Regions from separate parts of the Mus musculus genome. Here region 2 is linked to region 1. Evidence: chromatin contacts called from public HiChIP or PLAC-seq data. All regions are on one chromosome and are shown on one strand. Each heading gives the region's core, a stretch centred on a gene start, on an enhancer-like site or on the middle of the called end of the contact. The rest is flanking DNA. Distances are from core to core; before and after follow the strand shown. Region 1 holds the start of Pygb (brain glycogen phosphorylase). Region 2 overlaps Abhd12 (abhydrolase domain containing 12).

Region 1 (5,199 bases), core at 1,277-3,776:
CTGAAAACCAGGGTATCAAACACCCAAAGCTGGGCTATGCTGGGCTATCTCTCCTGTCTCCTAAATGAGACAGGGGATTGTGCCAAGGGTACCTCAAACTCTGGGGCAGCTGAGTCTACAGGAACACACCATCGTACCTGTTGGGTAGATTGCTGCCCAGAGAGTCATTTCCTTAATCTCTGGACTCACCACAACAGGAGTCCTACAGTGTCCTCCAACTCCTGAGAAATGACCTTGAACTGCAGGCAAAGCTGGATCCCTTGTCATCCACTATTTGAACAACACCAGTGAATCTGAGCAACACAGCTCTTCTACTAACAAGGCATTCTGGGGGAGCCGCTGCTCCTGGCCAGTTTCCCTGGCAGTGATCCCAAGCCCTTGTTGCAATAACCTGTTTTAGCCATTTGGGGCCACTTCTTTAGAAGCTGCCTTGCATACTAACTATGAAGAAGCCCAACTAGCATTCTAACAGCCTGTCCTCAGCATCTTTATTTCAGGAAGGGAAAAAGCCCCAGAATGAGTTTGGAAAGCAATTAATTTTTACTCTTAGCAATTATCAAATATACTTTAATGCCCTATAAAAAAATTACTCTAAAAAGCTCTGTCACTAAGACAGCTGTTGGGTGCCCAGATTTCTTTTTTGTATGTTTGTTTGGTTTGGTTTTTTTGGCTTTTTTTGTTTGTTTGTTTGTTTTTCAAGACAGGGTTCCTCTGTATAGCCCTGGCTGTCCTGGAACTCACTCTGTAGACCAGGCTGGTCTTGAACTCAGAAATCTGCCTGTCTCTGCCTCCCAAGTGTGGGGATTAAAGGCGTGCGCCACCACCGCCCAGCTGGGTGCCCAGATTTCTATGGCAAATCAGATCATCACTAACTGGCCCCAGATAGGCAAGAGTTTTTTCCTTGCTAGTTTTCACTCTGTCTTAATACAAGATAGGCAGAATTCTCCATACCAAATGCAGAGAGAGAGAGAGAGAGAGAGAGAGAGAGAGAGAGAGAGAGAGAGAGAGAAATTCTTGCAACAGGGGATGTGTAAAAATATGATACCTGCATAAGCTTAAAAGCACCAGTATGTATTACTGACCCAGAGCCCTGTTTATGAGTGAAGCCACAAATGGTTTCGGATGAAATAAAAGCCACAAAATTGTGCAGCATACAAATATGCATACCTGTGTATTTAGGAACAGCAATTACCTGGAAACATAAACGGAACAGAATAAGGAGGACTGGGGGACCTGGTGGAGCTGGCACACGCCTTAATAATCCCAGCACTCTGGAGGCAGAGGCTGGTGGGTTTCCGTGGGTTTGAAGCCAGCTTAATTGCACAGAGTTAGCAGTCCAGCAGACAGAGCTGAGAAGTTTTGGGGGTTGGGGTGGTGAGAACTGTCAAAGGCTCCGTTCAGTGTATTTTGTTTTCCTACTAAGAATAAAGGTTTGCAAAACAGAAAAAATGCTACAACTTCTAAAGCAACTTGCTAACAAGTTTTGTCAAGGTGGAAACCTCAAAGGCAGCCTTCCCCACGAGGATTCCATCTTTGAGTTTCGGACCCTCTCCTGTTTCAGGCAGGCATTACAAGTGATTTTCTTCTCATCAGTCTCGGAGTAGGGGGTAGGGTGGGGAGCACGGGGCGGGGCAATTCCCTGCAGATTACTGATCTCACCCCTTTCCGACTCATAAAACTACCGGATCTAGTTCCAGTCCCCCATCTTCTTCGCTCGGGGCTGCAGAAAAACAAAAGGGGGAGGGGAGTGGGGGAGTAGAGGAAGCATGAACTCTGAAGCCATCTCGGAAGTCCACAGCTGGAAAACAGCCGGAAAATCCGCCGGCAAGAGCAGACCCCTAGAGCACTTCTCTGGGATGCGCAACTCCGCCGTGGGCAGAGGCCTGGCTCCATACAGCCAGATTCCAGACAACGTACCGGTGGGGGACTGACTGCGGTGGAAGACAAGGGGCCACTCAAAGCCATACTTAGGGACTGGGGACTGCGGGCCGGGGAGCAGGGGGATGGGTCTCAATTAAAACGAAACCCGAAAGAGAGGGTATGCACCGGTCCTTCGAAGGAGGATGCATAACTCTACTGTCTCTTCATTGGTCGCAGGTGACCGTGGTGCAACAGGGACCAGGCCCGTGGGCGATACTTGGGAGGGGGGGGGGGGCGGGACCCGCCCTGCCCTGGGCTCGGTCTCCCTCCCAGGGAGGGCGGGCTGCTCACCTTGGGGTCCCGCTCATAGTAATGCTGCTGCGTGCGGATCCAGCGGCCCACTAGGTGGTCGCGAACTGTGTGTGCCAGAGCGAAGAAGTAGTCGCGGGGCGTGGCCACATTGCGGTCCTTGACCAGCGTGAAATGCAGGTGTCTGTTGAAGCTCTTCCGCACCTCGGCCACGTCGCCCAGCCCCGCGATGCCACGCACGCTGATCTGCTTCTGCCTCTCACTGTCCGTCAACGGCTTCGCCATGGCGCCAGAAGAGGCAGAGGACAGGGTACGGCCCTGGAGCGAGCAGAGAAGACTCTAGCGCTGGGATGCTGCGGTGTCTCTGGCGCCAAGGACTGCAGCGGAGGCCGGCTCATACGGATTGCGCCTGCGCTTTGCGAGAGGGCCGGGCCCTGTGGATGGGCGTGGGCTGATCTGGAGGCGGAGCCTCGGAGAAAGAGCCCGTCAATCAGGCTGTTTCAGCCGGGAAGAGAACGTGGACGCTCGAGGGGAAATGGTTTATTCCTTTACTGGTGTGTCTGGGGCTGGAAAAACCGGACTGCAGCTTCCCCATACCTAAGATTTACCACTTTTATGAGGCAAAAGTAGAAACCGAACCAGTGGCTGCGCCTGCCACACTGGAAGGCAAACTCTTGCCATTCAGGGACTTCCTGGAGTTTCCGGGGCTGCAGGGACTGGCTCTGCACAGAATCACCAGATGCCCTTTTTAGGACTGCATTGGGTGCTCAGGTGTAGCTGAGCTCTGTTAAACGTTCAGAGAAGTGTGCACACGCTTGACAGACAGCCCCCAATACCTGCTGGGACTCGTCGCCAAGCTGACAGGTGGTTCTGAAAACACACGCAAGAAAAAAACGTTGTTTGTGCAAAAACTAAAAATTCATAAGTCATATCAATGTTTGTGCCTCCATGACACCACTTCAGCTCTGGAGAACAAACTGCATGGAACTCCTCAAAATACAAATCGCCAGTCTAGGCTGCAGTGACAAACACAAAAAATCTGCTGCAAATTAAGTATACAGCATTCTCTCCAAGGATGGGCAGAGGCTACTATCAATCACAACCTTTCTGGTTGTTAAAGAAAAATTCCATCCAGAAAGAAGTCAGCCATGCACAAGGAGAAGAAGGAGAAACATTTCATTGGTGAGCAGGGAAGCAAGCTGAGGTTCTGAAAGGGTTTAGGCCAGCCCAAATTTCTTACCGTTTATAGGTCAGGAGGCAACACTGCCTGCCTAGGGGACCATCTCAGAGTGGTCTCTGAATCCCTTAATCATTAAGGGAGTTTAGTTAGGAGTGTTTACAGCAACATAAATTGCAGAAACAAATGGTTTTATATAAGAATACATTATAATTTCAATAATATGTATCAGGCAGGTAGCAATAAAAAGGCATACAGGAATTGCAAATAACAGTAGTCTTGGACTGTAAAAGAACTTTTCTCTTAGCAAACTGTAAGAGGAGGTTCAGCATGACCTTAGTCCTCTGTGACAACCTTCCCTTCAGGCAGTTTTGGCAAATGTTTGTTTTCCAGATAAAGGGTGGGTGGTTTTTTTTTTTTTTTTTTTTTTTTAACAAGGCAGGACTCAACCTACCTAAGTAAAACTTTAATCCAATTGACTCCTACATAACCAGACACCAAGCTATCATAAAATTATACAGACATACATTCATACATGAATATATATAGTTTTTGAAGGAATACCCTATAGCTAGAGATCAGCCTCTCTGACAGAGACACATAACCCTTCACCATATGTGGGGAGCAGCTTTCAAAGCTGCCGCTTGGCACTCTTTCCCAGGGAGCTCTGGGATGAGACCCTCTGGTCATCGATATACAGTGCTGCCTCCTGTAAACTCCCTTGGCCCCAGAAGAACTGCCTTCCCTTGTTGTGGAGACGCTTTCCCCACATAGTGAGGTCAGTGACTTGCCTTCATTTGCCTCTTTAGGTTAGCTGATGGGGATGCAGACGGTCCTGCTTATGGAGATAAAGGTTGCCACAGGGGATGTCATAAAAGTCCAGGTGTAGGACTGGAGGTGTAGCTCAGTAATAGTGTGGTTTGCACAATGGATACCCTGCATTCCAGTGCCAGTTCTAGAAAAGGCAAATTAAGTTGTTCCTGGTTTGATGATTCCAAAGTTAATTTACCTCAACCTCTACTCAGTGGCAGACTTCTTGGGAGACAACACACTGGAATGTTTTCCCCTACTCTTGCTCTGATTTGGAATTCATTCCACACTTTTTCCTTGGGATTCTCAAGTCAGCAAGATCAAATTTCAGCCCCTGATGGCAGGGCTGTGGGGCTCCTGCTAGGCTGGAGGCTGGGGACTCTGATTAATGGAACCTCCTTGAGAGTGATTTGGCAGTTCAGAAGTCTTCTCAGTGTATGTGCCCTCATGACACTTCCACAGTCCAGGGGAACAGACTACAGGTTTCCAAAGAGCTAGCCATGCCTGTAATCTCAACACTGGCTGACCTGCTTCAAAACAGTTGTTCAAAGACTTTTCTGATCTGACTGAGATTATATACCTAATATGTGGGGAAGGTTCAGCTACTTTGGCATGGAATAGGGGAACTGACCCTATTCCTCTGACGATCTGTACTCTCTACAGTTGTTAACTCAGAAGTGGAGAAAACTGAAGCTCCCCAAATTCCAGGCAATACTGCCGGCTTCTCTATGCTGGTCAGCCAAGTGTTAAATAACCACAGACCAGACCTTTCAAGAAATGAAGATAAGTGGCTGGACCTGGTTAAATGAAGACCCGAATTTGGAGTGACCTGGTGACATGGAAGGCCTCCCTCATTGTTCTGGTTAATTTTTACCAGCTTGGTGAAAGCTACAGTCACCTGGGAGGTGGAACCTCAATTGTGAGTATGCCACCATCAGATTGGTCTGAAAGCCAGCGTGGGAGTCATCTTGATTAATACTCCATGTGGGAAGTCTCAACCCACTGTGGGTGGCCCCAGTCTTGGGCAGATGGTCCTGGGTTGT
Region 2 (5,199 bases), core at 1,752-4,251, 50 kb before region 1:
CTGGTGTGAGCCTTATTAGCTCTGTTGTTAGTTCCCAATCTGATATGCATGTGGAATGACAGGGCCGTCTGGTTTGTCAGCCAGCAAAAGTAAGGAAAGTTCACTTCTGTGTCCTCCTGCCTGTCTCCCTACCACCAGAGTGGAGTGGAATTGAGGACACACAGATAGGGCTGCTGTTGCTCATGGGGCAGCTTTCACTGGAGCTGCTGTAAGTTCACCAGCTGCCTTTGACATTCCTCTCTCTCAGGTTGGGGTGACTCAGTAGGAACACCATCGGAGCGAGGCATGACGTATGACGCACTCCATGTTTTTGACTGGATCAAAGCAAGAAGTGGTGATAATCCTGTGTATATTTGGGGCCATTCACTGGGCACCGGGTAAGAGCTCTCAAAGCAGAAGGGTAATGTAGTGAAGGCAGGCCTCATTGTGTGACCTCTGAAGCAGCCCAGTGTCTCTGAGCCTGTAGCATCTTCCAGTCCTCAGTCCTGGTTCCTGCCCCTGTGTAGGGTAAGGGAGTGAAGCACATGAGAGACTAAGGAGAGACTGAAGTTCAGAAGTGCCTTAGAACCAATATGGGCATGGAGATGGCAGCCAGGGTTCCAGGGAGCTCTGCTCTCAAAGCATTTTCAGAGTGCAGACAGAGTACCTAGACAGTGTCAGCTGTGACTTAGGTGTGTTTACCAACCACTGAGTCCAGGAGCACCAGGGAGAGATGTTTGGAACCAGCTTTGTCACTTTGGCATGTTCAGCTTAGCAGGGAAGACCAAGAAAAAAGATGTACCTGGATTCTGCAGAGTGAAGTCCTAAAAAGAGCCTTGGTCCTTGTCTTCTGATACCTTCCTCTGCGAGCATACTGGCTCAGCCCTTACTTAGCCCCTTTCCTCATGTGGCTATCATCCTGCAGCCCTGCTGGGAGGAGGGAGGGTACCCCAGTGGAAGGATGCTAGCTTTCTCTTTGGTTGTCTGCACAGCATCTGCCAGGTGTTATTCTAAGACAGCAGGAGGTCCCTGACCCTGGTAGATGACAAGTGCTACTGTCCTCCTGTCTCTCAGCAGTAACTGTACCAACCAGCCAGTGTACCAGGTGAAAGGAGGGAACAGGGCAACCTGTGGGAGAGATCACATGTCTGAGGACAGGAGGGTGGCTGCTGTCACCTTTTAAGAAAGGTCAACTTATGGTTCACCTTGTTCCTCCCGCTCACCCTGAAGCTCTCAGTTAGCTTCTCGGGTCAGAGTCTCTGAGCATTTTCCAGGATCCGCACAGCTTCACTTAAAAGGATTTTCTTCAGAATTCAGCTGAACTGTTTTTTCTTTCCAGAGTGGCAACAAATCTGGTACGGCGCCTCTGTGAGCGAGGTGAGAGAGCCAGGCACCGTGTGGCTGGGGACCATGTTGTTAGTGATCCGATCCCTGCTATGCATTCTTGCTTGGCAAGCAAGGTCTAACTGACAAGCTGCACAGTGATAGCATGAGCTGACCGTCAAGGGTGGGGCCCCAGGTGTTCTCAGAGTTTGCCCCGACCTGCCCTCCCAGTAGGATCCTTTAAAGTCATCTGGAGCCCCTTGGGGGCTGGGGCTGATAGTGGTGGGAAGCTCCTGCAAAAGTGGGTACCTGGTCTCTCTGTCCTGTCTCCACACCCCAGCCCCTAGCTTCACTGGCTCTGTCACTTCTTACCCACTGTCTATTCTCTTTGTCTATCTAGAGACGCCACCAGATGCCCTTATATTGGAGTCTCCATTCACAAATATTCGTGAAGAAGCAAAGAGTCATCCATTTTCAGTGGCAAGTATATGAAAATAAAATGTATTTTCATTATTAAAATGATAATTATGAAAATAAGAGCAAGTAGATAATGAAACTAGTCATCATAAAAGGAATGACTTAACATTTACTAAAGACTCATAGTTCTCGGCACTGGCCTGCCCATAGAGCTGCCAAAGAAGGGGGAAGTAGCTTTCAGCCCAGGGCACTGGCATTGTAGGAGGCTTTGCCCCTGTGGCCACATTGCATACCCAGTCCTATTTGGCTTCACTGCACACCTGATCTCACAGCATCTCTGCCCACTTGGTGCTGTGGAAGGCTACAGACTAGCTCCCTCCTTGGGGTGGAGCCTACACTATGGGTACTAGAGGATTATTAGAACCCAGGCTCAGTGCACTGGACATCCCAGGATTGTCTCAGAGTAAAATCCAGGTAACCTTGCTCTAGGGCCGGTCCGTCCCCACCTCTCCCTCATGGGGTGGAATCCATCCTTTTCCCCACCCCGCCCTGCTACTTCCCACTTCAGCTCCTGACCAGTGTGTGACCTGGAGTAGGTTTCATGCTCCCCCCATGCCAGAACACCCCTTTATTTTCTCATGTCACTGGTGCTGCCTCTCCCCGACAGTTTGTGAGGAAACAGCCTTTGAGTCCCATTTCCTTGGTGGGCATCTGTCTTTCTGTCTGTGGAGAGTCTGGTTTGTGGTTGCACGTGAGCTGTGGAAGCCCCATCTGATCTACGGGGCCGGATGAGTCTTCTCTTCCCAGTCGCAAAGCCAGGACAAAGCTGGAAATGGAAACTGCACGTCTCCTAATTCCTTGAACCTAAACTGCCATAACTCTCAGCCTTTTCCTTCTGCACAGCTATCTTAGCCCTTCTGAAAACGCTTTCTGTCTTGTTCAGATATACCGATACTTCCCTGGCTTTGACTGGTTCTTCCTCGACCCCATTACAAGCAGTGGAATTAAATTTGCAAATGACGAAAAGTGAGTATTGTGGTGGAGTGAATAGAAAGACACAGGGCCCCACCCCATGACTCAGCGCGGTATTAGCCCGACAGAGTGGGCTTCAGAAGACCCACGGCTGGTCCCCCGTGTCTTTTGAAAGGGAAAGTCAAGTTGAGCTTAGTATTAGAAAAAAGAAAGAGCATTTAGATGGCAGGGCAGGTCTGTCTCTGCCACTGTGTGCAACCCGGGAGTCAGCATCCCAGCATCCCGGGTTTCTCCTCCCACCTCGTCAGGCAGGCTCTCGCGCTCTCTCTCGCTGTTTCTGCCGTGCTGCATATTTATTCTAGGCATGCTGACCCACAGCTTCTGGGCCATCCTCCTGCCTCTGTTTCCTGTCTTAACCGCAGGGGTGCTGGGATTACAGATGCCTGCTACATAGGCTCCAGAAGTCACATTATATTGTCAGGATTGTGCAGCGAGCGCTGTATCTACTGAACAAGTAGATAATGAAAACAGTCATTAAAAGGGAACACTTTTCTTTTGGTATAGAAGTAAAGAATTGTAAAAAATTAATAACATATTTTCGTCCATATATTTTTCCAGTCTAGAACCCAGGGCTTCTAAATAGACATTAAAGCAGTATTTAAATTTAATAGTGACCACATTGAAATAGATGTGAAAACATAAGCAGTTTTCCTTCAGGTATGTATTTTTGCTTCTAAAAATAAAAATGTACCATATTAAAATTTAAGTAACCATTACAAACAAAACCCCTTGCTTAAGTATTACCATTGTAGATCTTACAAGACAGTTATCTGAGTAAAGCAAATTTGCTTTTAAAAAAAGTGAGTATTGGCCCCAGGAAGCCTTTGGCTCCAGCTCTCCCACAGAGATAGGTGGATATGAGTAGCTGCGGACCGAGCACCAGTGGAACCTGCTTGAGCCTGCATAACAGCTTCGTGGGTAAATGGGACCCTCCTGCGCTCACGTGGACAGTTTCTGTACCAAGGATTTGCCGCTTTCTCCAAGAGGCTTAGGTTAAAGGAAACAGCTTATCAGATGCCTCACCACTGGGTGCTTTTCTTGTGAGCATGAAGACCTGAGTTTTAGCTCCAGAACTCATGTAAAGAAAAAGCCAGGCATGAAGATAATGCTTGTAATTCAAGTGCTAAGAAGGCAGAAACAGGTTTCTGATTGCCTGAGGTCAGTAAGAGATCCAGTTTCAAAACAAAAGGTAGGCAGGCACCTGGAGATAATGTCTGAGATCATCCTCTGGCCTTTACCTACATGTACATGTGTGTGGGTATATACACAAGAAATGCACCAACATGAGTCCTATGTGTGCTGGGTGCCAGCTAGTAGGACATTATGTTTGGGGTCGCACGCTCTCTCTGTCGGGATGGCACTGTGCTAACTTCAGGGAAGTGCACAGCTCTATTAGAGGTCAAGATTGAAACAGCTCAAGTGGCTACCCCAGTCGCCCTGTCCAGTCCTGGTAGCTGCTCTACAGGACGCTGTGGCTTGCTGAAGAACTCTGGCTCTGTTGGACCTATTGTGACATTTGCCATTAAGGACTCAAAGCTAGAATGACTTAAATGACAATTACACAAGATTAAGTGGAGCACGGATTCTTTTAACCAACAGGTTCTTAGTAATACCCATTTGCAGTAAGATTCTTAGAGCATTTAAATACCCTTATTTGTAAAGATTGTGTGTTGTTGTTGTTGTTACTATTAATGTAGCTACTGGCAAAGTTAATGGTTTTCCATTTTCATAAAATACGCAGGGATCAGATGTTGGGGAGTGAAATGACCTCTAGATTGACATCTTAACACTTAGCTGAAATACATAATTATTTCAAACAAAACAGAACAAAACCTAAGAAGTTATTTCTTAGTTCTATAGTAAAAAGAAACGTAGCTACATTCAGGCTATTAAGCACCAAGGAAGAACACACCATAAACCCAAATCTCTGCCCAGGGTGATGGGTACAGGCAACCCCTCTTTGGTCTCCACCTAACAGCCCCTTTCTCCTGCAGTATGAAGCACATCTCCTGTCCTCTGCTCATCTTGCATGCCGAGGATGATCCAGTTGTGCCCTTTCATCTCGGTAGAAAGGTGGGTGTTGTGTGATGCTGCCCCTGGTACAGTAGTTGCCATTCGCCCTCAGTGTAGATCAGGTTGGGCACGCAAGGTAGGGAAGCAGGCTCTGCCCGCTGTGTTGTGAAGTGGGCTCCCATCACAATAGTCTGCATCTTTTCCAGGTGCTTGACGACCTATGAGGTCTACTGTCAGGGTCAAGAGCAGACTGCTGTTCTATCCACCAGAAACTATGACAAACAAGCATTAGAACCCAGGCTGACATGGGAGGATTGAGGGGACCACTTGTGGCTCAGTTGGCAGAACTCATGTAAAGACATCTAGGCTATATTCTTGCCTTCGTGGATAAACTGCAGGGAGGGACCTAGCACTTGCTGCTACTAAATCTGCATT

Evidence for each region. HiChIP or PLAC-seq counts read pairs in DNA pulled down with a chosen protein or histone mark.
Region 2: a contact with region 1 is called in an H3K4me3 HiChIP or PLAC-seq map of embryonic stem cells, with 21 read pairs. The contact joins the enhancer-like site here to the promoter of Pygb in region 1. A contact is called at or near these places in 1 of 484 Hi-C or Micro-C datasets (uterus), 4 of 115 datasets of contacts at active chromatin or transcription factors (bone marrow-derived macrophages, effector CD8 T cells and embryonic stem cells) and 3 of 9 other capture datasets (adipose tissue, liver and pancreatic islet).

Annotation. Positions count from the first base shown.
Region 1 is chr2:150,784,123-150,789,321 of GRCm38.p6, reverse strand. Pygb (brain glycogen phosphorylase) reads right to left here and starts at 2,526. Exons shown (of 20, transcript NM_153781.1): 1 at 2,212-2,526. The coding sequence starts at 2,454. Gm30141 (a long non-coding RNA gene) reads left to right here and starts at 2,570. Exons shown (of 3, transcript XR_375102.4): 1 at 2,570-3,351; 2 at 4,820-5,075.
Region 2 is chr2:150,834,898-150,840,096 of GRCm38.p6, reverse strand. Abhd12 (abhydrolase domain containing 12) reads left to right here. Exons shown (of 13, transcript NM_024465.3): 7 at 248-377; 8 at 1,319-1,356; 9 at 1,703-1,782; 10 at 2,663-2,745; 11 at 4,746-4,824. Among named protein-coding and RNA genes, the nearest start is that of Gm23598, 46 kb to the left of the region's middle. Within about 2 kb of position 3,001, at least 23 of the 459 cell types and tissues checked have an H3K27ac peak or open chromatin away from gene starts, as enhancers often do. A contact at or near this core is called in bone marrow-derived macrophages and embryonic stem cells, where this site is marked.